Linked DNA regions of Zea mays: all the other regions are linked to region 3. The links are chromatin contacts, called in public Hi-C maps. All regions are on one chromosome and are shown on one strand. Each heading gives the region's core, a stretch centred on a gene start, on an enhancer-like site or on the middle of the called end of the contact. The rest is flanking DNA. Distances are from core to core; before and after follow the strand shown. Region 1 has its middle 19 kb from the start of LOC111590371. Region 2 holds the start of LOC100282755 (prefoldin subunit 2). Region 3 holds the start of LOC103641278 (mitogen-activated protein kinase 2).

Region 1 (4,615 bases), core at 1,746-4,245, 240 kb after region 3:
ATAATATTGTCTACCCATTAGTGCCTCTGTTCTGACATGACAAACACATTAAAATTATTCTTTCACTTAATCTTGTATTAAGCACATAAAACATTAGAAAATCCATAACTTAAAACCTATAATTCCAAATTTAATGATTCTAGTTCCTATGATCTTATTTTAATGTCTAGTTTATTACTGTGTATTTCATTTATATGTTTGGTGTAATGTTAATTTATGCTATGCTATGTATGTATTGTGTTGATGCGAGTAGACGAGCAAGCCACTGTGGAATTTGAGGTTCAACAAGTAGAAGTAGCTGAGCAGGAGCTCATTGAAGGCAAGTTGTGCCCTTGATCACTTCTTTTTACCCACTCATGTTCTAATTAATCATAATGATCTGCATAGGTTAATTTTGATGGGTCCCAATAGGATACCCTAGTTTGTCTATCTTTATACCTTGTTTACCACTGAACTTTCCGGGTAGTACTTGCTAGTGCTATATGTGGTTTTGGGTATGGAGATACCTTTTATTCATGATTATATCTTTGTTATCAGTTGTTATTTACTATTCATGACAAGATCATTATGTTAATTGGAACATGGAGAACCACCCGGGAAAACAGTGCTACCACAAGGGTTTATGGGACGCCCTTGGCTGATTAACTAGGAAAGCTAGTGGAGGGCTACCTTACCCGAAAGGGGCAAGGGCAGTAGGGGAGTGGTCAGTGTAGGGAGGTCCTTGGTTGATTTTGCTGCGATGGCGGTCAGGCAAGAACCCTGCACTGGAGCTTCCTATAAACTGTAGCGGGTAGTCTGAAGCTAGTGGAACTTTGTAAAGGCCTCGTAGTGGTACCCTGCCTCGCTTCCTTGGTAGAGGAGTATGGAGTCTGATCAACTCTGTGGCAAATGGGTAACACGACTTGTGGGTAAAGATGCGCAACCTCTGCAGAGTGTAAAACTGGTATACTAGCCGTGCTCGGACACTCACATGATTAAATTATGGAACTTAAACTCAATTTGTCATATGCATTGCATCGCAGGTGAGGTTGTTACTTTTGTTCTACTAATTAATTGGGTTGGTATTTACTTATACTTAGTAATTGCTAATAAAATTTTGACCAACTTTAAAAGCAATGCTCAGCTCTAACCATCCTCTTTGGTAAGCCTTACACTTCACGTGAGCTCCCACCTTTGGCGAGTTCATGCACATTATTCCCCACAACTTGTTGAGCGATGAACGTATGTGAGCTCACTCTTGCTGTCTCACACCCCCCCACAGGTCAAGAACAGGTACCACAGGATGAGGCGCGTGGAGGATGCTGTGGCGAGTTCGTGAGAGGTCTAGGCCGTCGTCTCCCAGTCAACTTTGGGTTGCTGGACCGTTGTCTCCTTATGATGTAAATATTTATTTATTTTGTATAAAACTCCTGTTATGTAGTAAAGATGTGACATTCGATCCTGTGTCATGATTCATCATATGTGTGAGACTTGATCCCAGCACACCTGGTGATTATGTTTTCGCCCGGGTCTTGGTGCCCCGAAATCCGGGTGTGACACTCACCCAGGCCGCGGCTGGAGGTGCGCTGCCCCTGGTAGCGGGGACCAGGAGCTAGCCCGCGCGCGCGTGGGCAACGCCCAGCCGGGCACTGCCGGCCTAGTGCAGCTGCTTTTTGGCCCCACATGTCATCTCTTGCAACCGCCGCCGCTGTAATACACAAAATCTTAGAAATAAAATAGAATTCTTGATTATATGATTTTGTGACTATTTTTTTGCATATCAACAATGTGGGTCCAGTTAAGGCAAAAAAATAATTATCTAAATATATAAATTGTGCACCATGTTGGGTCTTCAAATGTGCAATTGACTTAGATTTAAACTTCAAAACGCAGTTCGAATTTAGAATTAAATTTTAGTAAAGAAATTAAAAATAGAAAAAAAAGAGAGAAAGGAGAGAATTAAACCGGGCTAACCATAAAATGGCTAGATCATTTCACTCGACATGCAAGCATGAGCGTGCATAGAATTTTTTAACCCTTTTCTCATTTCTTTATTCTTTCTATCGGCTGCTTCATCACGATATCCGTGGGCCCCAGCGCTAACAGGTCACAGCGGTTGTTGTGCTCTACGGAGACTATCATGTGGGCCCTATTCTCTAGAATTGTATTCATGCATATAGTTTGTTACGTACGAATCATATCTGGTAACCGTCCATGCATGCGGTTTCTGCGGGGCTCAATGCGATTAGGAGCAGGTTGTTGAGATCCGCGTGGAGCTCGGTCTTCTCCCTCAACTGAACGCGACTTCTACGCCGCGCGCGCTGGAAGCCCCTGGCCGCGTCAACCACTCCAGCCACCGCCGAGTTCTGCGTGCAGCCAGCCCGTCTTACCCCTCGCCCACCTCTATAAACCTGGTCGCAGTTGCATGGGAAAGTTCCTTGCGGCTACCGCGCTTGCCTAACGTTCCCAGCGCACCGAGAGAGGGAGAGCGCCGTGTAGCAGGCATCCGAGGGCGGCTGGTGTCGCGTCTCGGGCTCACAAAGCTGGCGGCGCGCTTCGATAGAGCTTGGGCGGGCGTACCGAGTACACGACGGCTGCGTGGTCGGCTCCTCACCGGGCCGGAGCTCGCTGCGCCGTCATCACCGTCCAGCCGAACGATGGTCTGGGCGACCGCAGGGGAGGGAATCGAGCACTGGGTCTGCGGCTCGCCGCGAAATCCGCGCTCCATCGTCGGCCAGCCTCACCACCATCGACGGTGAGACTCCTCTTCCATGCCGGTGGTGTTGGGTTAATGTACCTACTGTTACTGGGGTCTCGCATACGTATAGAAAGGGGTATAGCAGCATGAGGTAGAAGACACACAGTCACCGTAGGATCTTCATCGAACTAGAAGTAGATCGTTCCATGGTTGATTCTGGACCGTTGATCGTCCAACGCATGGTCCGGATTTGATCTGTGTTTCATTAAACTGTGACCGTTGATCTCGCGAGCCGTCGATTTCTGATCGTGCGGACATCGCCGAATACCGCTTCATATCTAGACAATGGCCATTCAAATATAATCGAGCGGTCCATAATAGACGATACCCCTTTGCCGAGCCAGACTTACAAATGGGACCCTAGACTTTTTAATAACTAACCCGCCGTCCTGTTTTTCACAGCAGTAACCTCGGAAACAAAATTTGAAATTACAGATCAGTCCTCTGAATTTGCAGAGAAGTCCCTCGCGTTTATTTTGGCATTAAAATTAATAATAAATGCAACTCAAACTTGTTTAATTCATAATTCTCATAGTTTAGCTCTGATCTGATTCATTCCAGTTGCATTAGTCTCATATTAATATTCTTTATCATCTAGTAACTCTATTTTGTCATGGAATCCATGATAAAATTACGCGCTTAATTTCTTTTGTACCCCCACACTTAAACCTTCTGAAAACCATAACTTGTCCGATTTAACTCCGATTGTATCCGTTCAAGTCACGTTAGCTTCGTATAAATATTTACTATGCAGTAGCAACATTAATTATACGATATTACGTACTTATATAATTAAGTAACTAATTGGATTAATTAAGGTTTATTGGATTAGCTTTTCTAATATTAATATAGTATGCTCATCTTATGGTTATAAATTGACTAAAAGATGATCTTTAATCAAGTAATGACCTAAATTAAAGTTGAGTTAATTATTCATAGAATATTCTCTCATATGGTGTATACTAATCAATTTATAATATAGTTTAATATTTGAATCACGTAGATCTTCCATAGTTCGTAACCTCACAACGATCTTAGTAGTTCTCGTTTCCACGATCTCGTAGCGACGCGTAGATCATTATTATTCAGTTTGTTCTTATATTTGGTGGGATGTTAATTTTATCTATACCATGTTTGCTTGTATTGCTACGACTAGCGCGAGGACACGTGTCATCTGTAAGGCAAGTTGGTACCTGGAATCTCAAGTGCTAGGCAAGTTGTGCCCTTGACCACTTTTTACCCAATAATGTTCTTTAATGTCACATGTTCATGCATAGGTTTAATTTTGATGGGACCCGATAGGTCACCCTAGATTGTTTATCTCATTACCTTGTTTACCCCTGAATCACTTGGGTAGTTTGCTATTGCTTTACATGGTTTTGGGATAATCATTTATTATATCCATGTTCCAGTTATTTTGTTATTTTATTTATGTTCATGTCAAGACCATTAATGTTAATTGGAACATGGAGCTTAACTTGAGAAACACGTGCCACCACAAGGGTTTATGGACGCCCTTGGCTGATTAATTAGGAAAGCTAGTGGAAGACTACCTTACCCGAAAGGGGCAAGGGCAGTAGGGGAGTTGCATGCAAGGAGGTTCTCGGGTTGATTTTGCTGCGATGGCGGTCAGACGGGGGATTCTTGCAAGTGCGCTTCTCATAAACTGTAGCGGATTTTCGGAAGCTAGTGGAAATTTGTAAAGGCCTCGTAGTGGATCCCTAGCCATTCACCTCGGTAGTGTCTAAGGGTCTAGCTAACCCTGGCGACATGGGATACACGACTTGTGGGTAAAGGGTACAACCTCTGCAAAGTGTAAAACTGGTATACTAGCCGAGCTCACGGTCATGAGCAGCTCAGGACTCTCTGATGATTAAC
Region 2 (4,366 bases), core at 701-3,200, 250 kb before region 3:
GGTGCTCTCGCAATCTCTGCAAAACCATCCTCAAATGATCTGCATGCTCTGCTTCACTTTGAGAATATATCAGAATATCATCAATAAATACCACCACAAATTTGTCAAGATAATCCATAAATACACTGTTCATCAGATTCATGAAGAAGGCTGGTGCATTTATTAGACCAAAAGACATCATAGTGAACTCATACAACCCATACTTGGTAATGAATGTCGTCTTCGGAATGTCTAAGGGTCGAATCCTGAGCTGATGATAACCTGACCTTAGATCTATCTTTGAGAACACGTTGGATCCTCTCAACTGGTGAACTCATATAAATGAATGTGTTGCTCCAGTATCAAATAACACTTCTGCAATATGGGAGCGAAACGGGAAAAGAAAAGAGAGTAACGCCTGAATTTGGTGAGTAAAAAGAAGAAAAAATTCTACCCCCAAATTCATGGCGTTACAGTCGGCTTGTGTCTAGATGGCATACGTGGGATCCGGACCCGTTGGTGTAGTCTCTAGATTCCTCTTTCGAGACACGTGGCAGCACCGGACCTACTCCTGAACCTGGAGCAGGTCCTGAGGCCAGCGATCCTAACAAACGAGTCTGGTCCCGTGGGCCTGGCTGCTCAGTTCCTTAGCGTGTGGTTAAAAGGCTAACCACGCAAGTCTCTGTCTTAGACACAGTAGAAGACCCCATTTATGGGGTACCGGCAATATTATTTTTGCTCTAGTAAAATGTTTAGCCTCATAAGATAAGAAATGAACCAGAGACAAAACATTAAGCTCTTTTATTGTAGTTTTTTATTTTTAGTAATTGATATGGTAATCCTAAAATTTTAGAAAAATGGTACGAATATGATATATGATTACTAATTTTTGTATAGAATTATATAAATTTTGGATATTAGTAGAAGACATAATTGAAAAGACAAAACGGGTACCAATTAAATCAGTGTCGAATGATCGTCAACTAAAACTGACTAGGTTGTTATTTGTGTGGTTTTTATTAAACTGACTAGGTTGTTATTTGTGTGGTTTTTATTAATTTGAAGGTGCTAAACAACTGATTTTGAAGATAATGGTGTGAAGTTGACCATTCTCTAAAGGTAAGGGGTTATGTAGGCTTAGAGCATCTCTAAGGGATTCTCTATTTTTGACACTTTATTTGACTCTCTATTTACCTTTGAGAAAGATTAAACTCTATATGTCACAATTTATTGCAATAGACTCTCTAATAGACAGACAAGTTAGTTTGGTTAGCTGGAGTGGCTAGCCAAGTTTAGTTAGCGAGAGAGCTAACTTTGAGCCGGATCGTTTAGCGAGTTGATGATTATTTTGATATTAAACAGCTAAAATTTAGCTTAATGGATCATTTGACTAGTGTGTTGGAGATGCTTTTAATTCTTAAAAATAGCTGTTTTTTAATCAGAAAAATTGGACAACAGTTGAGACGGATAATTCAGGGCACGTACAGTGCACAGACGGCTACCATCTACAAGTTTTTTTGAAAAGTACATGCAGACGGATGAATAGACAGCTCGTACAATCACCTGTCTATTTACATCATGTATATATTATTTATAATTCATTTAAGGCCCTTAATGGTTTCTATATGAGATGAGAAGTTCTGGTGAAAGATGCTCCTGTTCGTACAACGGTAGATGAGGCCGTCGCTTGGCATGTGAGCACGAGACGACGGCAAGCTCCTCTTCCTTCTTTTTATTATAGTCCACGTAAGCAAATTTCTGTGACATGGCATCATACAGACGACTCATTTAAGAGCGCTGTACATGCCCTTAGTCTTTTTTTTCCCTCGTAGAGTATTTACGCAGAAGCATCTCCTGGAGACCTGGACTGATGGAAAAAAAGGCCCCATGGCCCATCCAGGCCTGCCTCAGGCCCAGGCAATTTTTTTTTATTGCCCAGTCTAGTGCCTACCTGCCTTCTCTAGTTCTCTCCCCTACACGCCGCGTGCGCGCGCCGTGCTCTCTCTCGCTCGTGGGGACAGCTGCGCGACCGCCGCCGCCCTACGCCAGGCGCCCAGGTCTTCGGCAGTACCTTCGCCGGCGACGAACTAGCACCCACAGGTATGTTCACCCCTTCTCCCCCTTACTTCTGTGAGAAACCGAGCTTCGTAACCCTAACTTGACCCATTTGTCTACTATCTGTATGTGTACTCGGATCTGTTTCTGATCTACTAATTTACAAGTGTTATGCCTACCAACTTCGGGAATTTGCGTCTGGGTCACTATTTGCTGAATAAAACCCTGTGATGAATGTATGTCCTGTATTAGCTTTTGACATCTCCCACTTACATCCAGAAATAATAGTGCCGCTTTGAGGTGATGCTAGTGCTTGTGTCCGGGAGGAATCACTGTTTTTATTATTTCTTGGATTATCGATCATGTGCCAGTAAAGTTGCGTCATTAGTAACGGAGAATGGTGCCAGTAGATGTTAGGCTGATGAATTGCTCTGCTATGCAAGTTTTCTCTCTTTCTTGGCCAGTTTGTGTTATGCGGTAGTATTTTTATTTTTATTATTGGTTTCTGGGCTACGTGAATAGGATTTGCTATGCTCATTAAATGTTTATGCCAGTTAACTATCCTTTTCGATATGTTATTACTCTTCCTCCATTCCCGTTACAGCAGGGAGCATGAAGCCTGTGTTTGAATGCTTATTATACCGTTATGGTCATAAAACGGTTAGCAGCTAGGATCTGCATCGCTTTCTTATAACAAATTCCTCCTTACATCTCGAGCAAGCTGTAAATCTACTTAGTTTTTTTTTTCTTTTTGCGAGGACAAATTTACTGACTTAATAGGCAAGACTGTTATTTAGTTGTGCACAGCCCAATACTGCCTGCAAAAACTGAGGCAAATTCTGGTAGTATGATTTACGAGAGGCAGGCAACCAAGTTTACTCAAATAGTTGATGAGGTGATTACAAAGTGCTGAACATTACTTTTCGCAGCATAGCATATAAAATATTTTCCCCATTTGCTCATATTTCTTAAATTGTAACGCTATTTTTTTTAAAAAAAAAAACTTCCTTATCCTTGGTTACTGCTTGTTTGATTATATTGCTTGCTTGGTGATGTTTATGATAGTTCTCTATTTAGTGCTACGGAAATGTCGATGTGTTTGGCTTTAATTGTTTTATCTTGAACTCTTAGCTTGCAGTCTTGCACCTGTGCTTAAAAGCTGCAATTTTCTTCATGGGCTTTTGCCGTTAGTGATTTTGTTCTCCGGTTATCTGCATCACTAGGAAAATGGCAAGCAGAGCAGGTGGCGATGGCAAGGAAGCCATAAACGAGCAGGTAATCGCCAACACCTACGCCAACATGCGCACCGAAATGAACCAGCTCTACACAAAGATCACGGAGCTGGAGATGGAGGTCAGCGAGCACTCCCTCGTGATGGGCGCGATCGAGCCGCTGGACCCCTCGAGGCGATGCTACAGGATGATCGGCGGCGTCCTAGTGGAGAGGACCATCAGGGAGGTCATGCCTGCCGTGAAGCGCAACAAGGAGGGCCTGGAAGAGGTGATTGCCCGCATGCACGAGGCGCTGGAGAGGAAGAAGAAGGAGATAACCGAGTTTGAGCTCAAGTACAAGATCAGGATCCGGAAGGCTGATAGCGACGCTGAGGATGAAGGCGGCAAGAAGGAAGGCACTGCGCAGGGAGTCCTTGTTGGTCCTGCCGGACAGTAATCTAAGTTGATTAGAGAGACCTGCGTGCTACAAGCTATTTATGCTTGGACCACAGTAAGGTGGTTGTTGCTCCTCTCTGCCAATGTGTGTGTTTAGGGGGTGACGACATGCTTCTGTAGAACCAGCGATTTTGTGTTTAAACTGGAATGGTTTTGACAAGGTGCGATGTGTTTCTGCATTTGTTCTTCAGGTTCAGGTGTTTCGGTTAACCAAATGTATTTCTTGCTTGCTGATAATGATGGCACATCTCTAGTTTCGCAGGGCTGCAGTCTGTGTCTGGAGGCCCCTTTTTATTATCTTTTCAGATAATTCCTCGGAAGTCGTCTTTATGATTATTTGGACTTAACTGGTGCAGAAAATATGCAGTGCTTGGAGGTTGGTGAACTCCTGACAGTTGAGCTGCTATTAATGGTTTTGAGGATTAATTGAGTACTCAACATGTGGAAGATAGTGTGGTGCTCTAGTTTAGTTTGTCATTGGCCATACCTTCCAGTTTCAGCGGAAGCATATAAACGGCCGGAATAATACAAATGAATGTTTCAGCTGTCCCGTCACTCTGCGATTCTGTAGATTGGAGTTGAAGTATGAATTTGAAAAGAAAAGAAAAAAGGAGTTCAAGAATGGCCACACATGTTTTTCGACACTGCTATTCTATCTCTTACGA
Region 3 (4,932 bases), core at 1,052-3,551:
CTTACTAGAATGTGTTTAGTGCATGCAGTCATTACTAATAAGTCATGTATTGTAAACAAAATTAATTTGAAGTTTATATCATATCACTACTATTTCAATGATTGAATGTACCAAGTGATAGTATATAGCTTGTTCACGAGTAAGAGACCCTAGCATTTGAACTAAAGTATGAGCTACTATGTGCATAACACAACTTTGATAAGATAATCATTGTAACATATGTGAAAAAAAACTTGAAGAAGGACAAACCGGGTTATACTATAGACATCTAGTGATGTATGTATGCTCATGCACAAGAAATTTTATCTTTGCTTTGATCGGAGGAGTGGTTATTTTGATACATATATGGTATTCTTGAAGACATGTTGGAGAATTCAAGAATGTCCAACTCATTTCTTAGCTTGAAAAATCTTGCTTAATCAAGTGGCTTGATGAATATATCCGCTAGTTGATCATCGGTTTCCAAACTCTCAAATCTCAATCTTGATATCCCTCTTTGTTTAGTGATCTCTTAAGAAGTGATGGTTACCATCAATGTGCTTGGTTCTAGAATGTTGAACTAGATTGTTGGCTATATTGATGCCACTCTTATTATCACATAACAATGACACTCAATCAAATTTGTTGCTATAGCATGAAAAAGTTGCTCTCATCCATACCAATTATACACAAGAACTACCTGCACATATGTACTCCACCTTGTTCATTAATAAATGCAACCAAAATTTGCTTATTTGAGGACCAATACACAAGTGATCTTCCAAATAAATGACATGTGTATGAAGTACACTTCCTAACAATCTTGCACCCCGCATAGTCTGAATCAGAGTAACCAACTAGCTCAAATTGTGTTCCTCTAAGGTACCACAACCCAACATTGGGTATATGCTTGAAATACCTCAAAATTCCCTTAAGTGAGGTCAAGTGACATTCTTAGGTGATGTTTTTTAAACCTAGCATACATGCATACAATAAACATGATACTCGATCTTGATGCAATCAAATAGAGATTAGATATAGTCCTAACTGGTTTATTATCCTGCTCGGGTTCCAATCTCACATGATATATGTTCATACAAGTTAGAATAGTGTATGTTCCACAATATAGGCACGATATAAATTTCGATGTAACATGTGGGCATGTTTGTTGTTAGAAGAAAACAAATTAGGAGAAGACTTCTAGGTTAACCATCCTAGATTACTGTCACTAGTACACAGAAGCTCTATAATGACGGTCCTAAAGCTATTTGCACTGGCGTTTTTCGGTGCCACCAATGCTAGGGGCCAGTGAAAATACGCGGTTATTTTGGAACCGCCAGTATTTCCACTGGCGGTTGGTTAAGATCCCCATGGCATGCGGTATATATGTCCTCAAGTTGCTATATCACAAACCACACAGCTGATTAGACATGAGCAAATAATTATGGGCATATTTGGCAGAGCTCTACTTCTAGGTTCTCTAGCCCTGCTTCTTGATCTTGAATAGAGTGATTTTACTTGATTATGACGGAGGAGCATGTAAGAGCATATATATAGCTACCAAAGTTGGTTCTCTGCTTGGATGCAGCAAGAGCTTTGCCAACCAGTTTTTCAGAGAGAAGTAATTAATTCTATCTGTTTCTCTGAAATGAACTAAAGACTAGAAGCTTATTCTGATTGTGTAGACCGATTCTCAACCGTGATTTTGAAATTTTATGCTAAAGAATCAAAGAGAATTGCTTTAAGCCATAGAATAACATGTATAGTAGCAGAATTAGCTTCCATAGACAATTTTAAAATCTGAATGAGATAGGGCTCGCTTATTAGTTGTTTTGCAAGGGAGAGAGGAGTAGCAGAGAATCACTTGTAGACAGCGCACTGCCAAACAAACCAATCTATAGCTTATTCATCGCTAGCTGCAAATAAAAGGCAAGCGGCAAGAGCTAGCACCAAGGGCAAGCAAGGGAAACCATCCATGCATCATGCGCCGCGCGAACACGTAAGAGATGGATCAATCAATCGATAAATGCATGGCTGGCTGAGGAGGAGAGGGGAATTAATGGTCTGGAAGAGGTCGGCCGCCGGGGCCCGGGGGGAGCATCGTCGTCCCTGCATGCATCCATCAACCTGTGTCGTGTGCAGCAGTGCAGTGCAGGCAGCTAGGCCAGCCACACCGCCCACAGGACAGGAGCCATGCCAGGTCTCTCCCACACCACACGGCAGGACAGGAGTGGGCGACGACGGACGGACGGACGGAGCAACAGCAACAGGAACCCAACTCCTTCCTTTGGGCGTCACGGGAGTTCGACTTCCGGCGGAGAAAAGGCTCCCCGCCTTTTCCACTTTCCCCAACGCTCCCCTTATCTCCTCCTTCCTGGCGTCCGCGCAACCAACCACGCGCGCGCGCGCTCCGCTAGCCAGCCAGCTCGTTCTCTCTATCTCTATCTATCTATCTGTCTGTCTGTCTCAGCTAGAGCTCGAGGCAGCATCATCAGAGCTTGCTTGCTCGCATGCTAGCTTGCCGTCGTCCTGCGTTGGTCCTTGCTGGGTCGTCTTGTGTTCATTTCTCATCGTCGGAGAGAAGAGGGAGTATAGCTAGCTAGCTAGCTAGGAGGGGAGGTGCGTGGTGGTCCGTATATATACATGCGCATGGAGGGGGCCGGAGGAGGCGCAGGCGGAGGCGGCGCCGGCGCTGGAGGGTGCCTGGGTATGGGCCACGGCGGGGAGGCGCAGATCAAGGGCACGCACACGCACGGCGGCCGCTACGTGCAGTACAACGTGTACGGAAACCTCCTGGAGGTCTCCGCCAAGTACGTCCCGCCCATCCGCCCCGTCGGCCGCGGCGCCTGCGGCATCATCTGGTGCGTACGTCGTCCTCCCTCATCGATCGCCTTCTCGTTTGTTCGTTCGGGCTTCACTACTAGTACGTACCGGATCTTTTGTGCATGCATGCAGTGCTGCTGTGAACGCGCAGACTCGCGAGGAGGTCGCCATCAAGAAGATCGGCAACGCGTTTGACAACCAGATCGACGCCAAGCGCACTCTCCGAGAAATCAAGCTGCTTAGGCACATGAATCATGAAAATGTGAGTAGCCATGTATATGTATATATTTCTCTACCTTGTGATGAACATATATATTTATATATATACTCCACGCTACAGGACTTTTTTTTGTCATTGTATGTATTTATTAGCTATATATACATGTATGTATAGTTCATTAGCTATATACATAATACATCCGTGCATATATGTAACAGAGCAACAAATTCTTTTTCCCTGCAGGTCATTTCAATAAAGGACATCATACGCCCGCCCAGGAGGGAGAACTTCAACGACGTCTACATCGTCTACGAGCTGATGGACACTGACCTTCACCACCTCCTACGGTCAAACCAGCAACTAACCGACGACCACTGCCAGGTCGTCGATCCAAATCCAACGCTGTTGCTGTGCCGTCCTCTGTTCTCTGTTCCTAACCCTTTTTTTTTCTTTCTTCTTTTACGACGACCGGCCGGTGCAGTACTTCGTGTACCAGCTGCTCCGCGGGCTCAAGTACGTGCACTCGGCGAACGTCCTGCACAGGGACCTGAGGCCGAGCAACATGCTGCTGAACGCCAAGTGCGACCTGAAGATCGGGGACTTCGGGCTGGCGAGGACCACGACGGAGACCGACTTCATGATGGAGTACGTCGTCACGCGGTGGTACAGGGCGCCTGAGCTCCTGCTCAACTGCTCCGAGTACACCCAGGCCATCGACATGTGGTCCGTGGGCTGCATCTTCGGCGAGATGGTCACCAGAGAGCCCCTGTTTCCTGGCAAGGATTATGTCCACCAGCTGAGGCTGATAACCGAGGTATATATATATATATATATATAGTTGGTGAAGAGAGTTGCATTGGTTTTTTCTCAAGCTAGCTAGCTAACACATATGAAGAGAGTCTTGTTTGTTCTTTAATTAATTACTTACAACTTCTTCCTCTTCCTTCTTTATATATGTTGATCTAAATAAAAGCTGGTAGGCTCACCTGACGACACCAGCCTCGGGTTCCTCCGGAGCGACCACGCCCGCAGATACGTGAGGTCCCTGCCTCAGCATCCCAAGCAACAGTTCCGCGTGCGGTTCCCCACCATGTCTAGCGGCGCCATGGACTTGCTTGAGAGGATGCTCGTGTTCGATCCCAGCAAGAGGATTACTGGTAAATCGATCTTGCATGAACATGATGCATTGATATATCATATATATAGAATGTGCATTGATATCAATCAAATATACTACTAACCTTGTTGTTGCTTTTCCTTCCGTGGAATCATATCGCAGTTGATGAGGCTCTGTGCCACCCATACCTGGCGTCCCTTCACGAGGTAAACGACGAGCCCATCTGTCCGGCGCCTTTCAGCTTCGACTTCGAGCAGCCATCGCTCACCGAAGAAGCTATAAAGGAGCTCATCTGGAAGGAGTCTCTCAAGTTCAACCCTGACCCGATCCACTAAATATAATAGCTCCCTCCCAGCTGTGTACACACGAGCAAACTAGGACGGCATGTCTATCAGCTAGCTCCATGGGGGGCGAAAGGCATATATAGCAGGATGACTGTACAAGTGACCACCCCTCATCATCATCACCTTCATCTCATTCGCATGGCTTGTCAATGGTGCGACACCCTAACGTCCAAGTCTGGTCAATAATTTGTAGTGGAGAAAACTGGCAGCGCCTTGTTAGGTTGTGTCTATCTTCCTTCGTTTGTATGCTTAAGAAGCTTGTCACTGCCTGTGAACCATGGTACTACTGCAGTTGTCCACACACTACAGACAGCAGCTCACCACGTCACCTTACCCGAATTTGTTCCAGCAATTGGCACCGTTCCCCTGGGCATTACGCAAACATTGCCCATACAACAGCATAACGTTCTTCAAACCACAGGCGCATGACAACAAGCTAGGTCACACAC

Evidence for each region. Hi-C and Micro-C count contacts between places; a contact is called where the count stands out from the background.
Region 1: a Hi-C map of tassel shows a contact between it and region 3, with 2.2 times the contacts expected there. The contact joins the enhancer-like site here to the promoter of LOC103641278 in region 3. A contact is called at or near these places in 2 of 25 Hi-C or Micro-C datasets (ear and tassel).
Region 2: a Hi-C map of bundle sheath shows a contact between it and region 3, with 5 times the contacts expected there. The contact joins the promoter of LOC100282755 here to the promoter of LOC103641278 in region 3. A contact is called at or near these places in 12 of 25 Hi-C or Micro-C datasets (bundle sheath, ear, endosperm and 5 more).

Annotation. Positions count from the first base shown.
Region 1 is chr10:80,189,376-80,193,990 of Zm-B73-REFERENCE-NAM-5.0, reverse strand. No RefSeq gene overlaps it. Among protein-coding and RNA genes, the nearest start is that of LOC111590371, 19 kb to the right of the region's middle. Within about 2 kb of position 2,995, at least 17 of the 20 cell types and tissues checked have an H3K27ac peak or open chromatin away from gene starts, as enhancers often do. A contact at or near this core is called in ear and tassel, where this site is marked.
Region 2 is chr10:80,677,400-80,681,765 of Zm-B73-REFERENCE-NAM-5.0, reverse strand. LOC100282755 (prefoldin subunit 2) reads left to right here and starts at 1,950. Exons shown (of 2, transcript NM_001155661.2): 1 at 1,950-2,079; 2 at 3,258-4,009. The coding sequence starts at 3,262. The coding sequence ends at 3,702.
Region 3 is chr10:80,426,341-80,431,272 of Zm-B73-REFERENCE-NAM-5.0, reverse strand. LOC103641278 (mitogen-activated protein kinase 2) reads left to right here and starts at 2,301. Exons shown (of 6, transcript XM_008664632.4): 1 at 2,301-2,840; 2 at 2,935-3,064; 3 at 3,266-3,403; 4 at 3,504-3,836; 5 at 3,996-4,179; 6 at 4,302-4,782. The coding sequence starts at 2,623. The coding sequence ends at 4,474. It also overlaps a transcript of LOC100273854 not described here.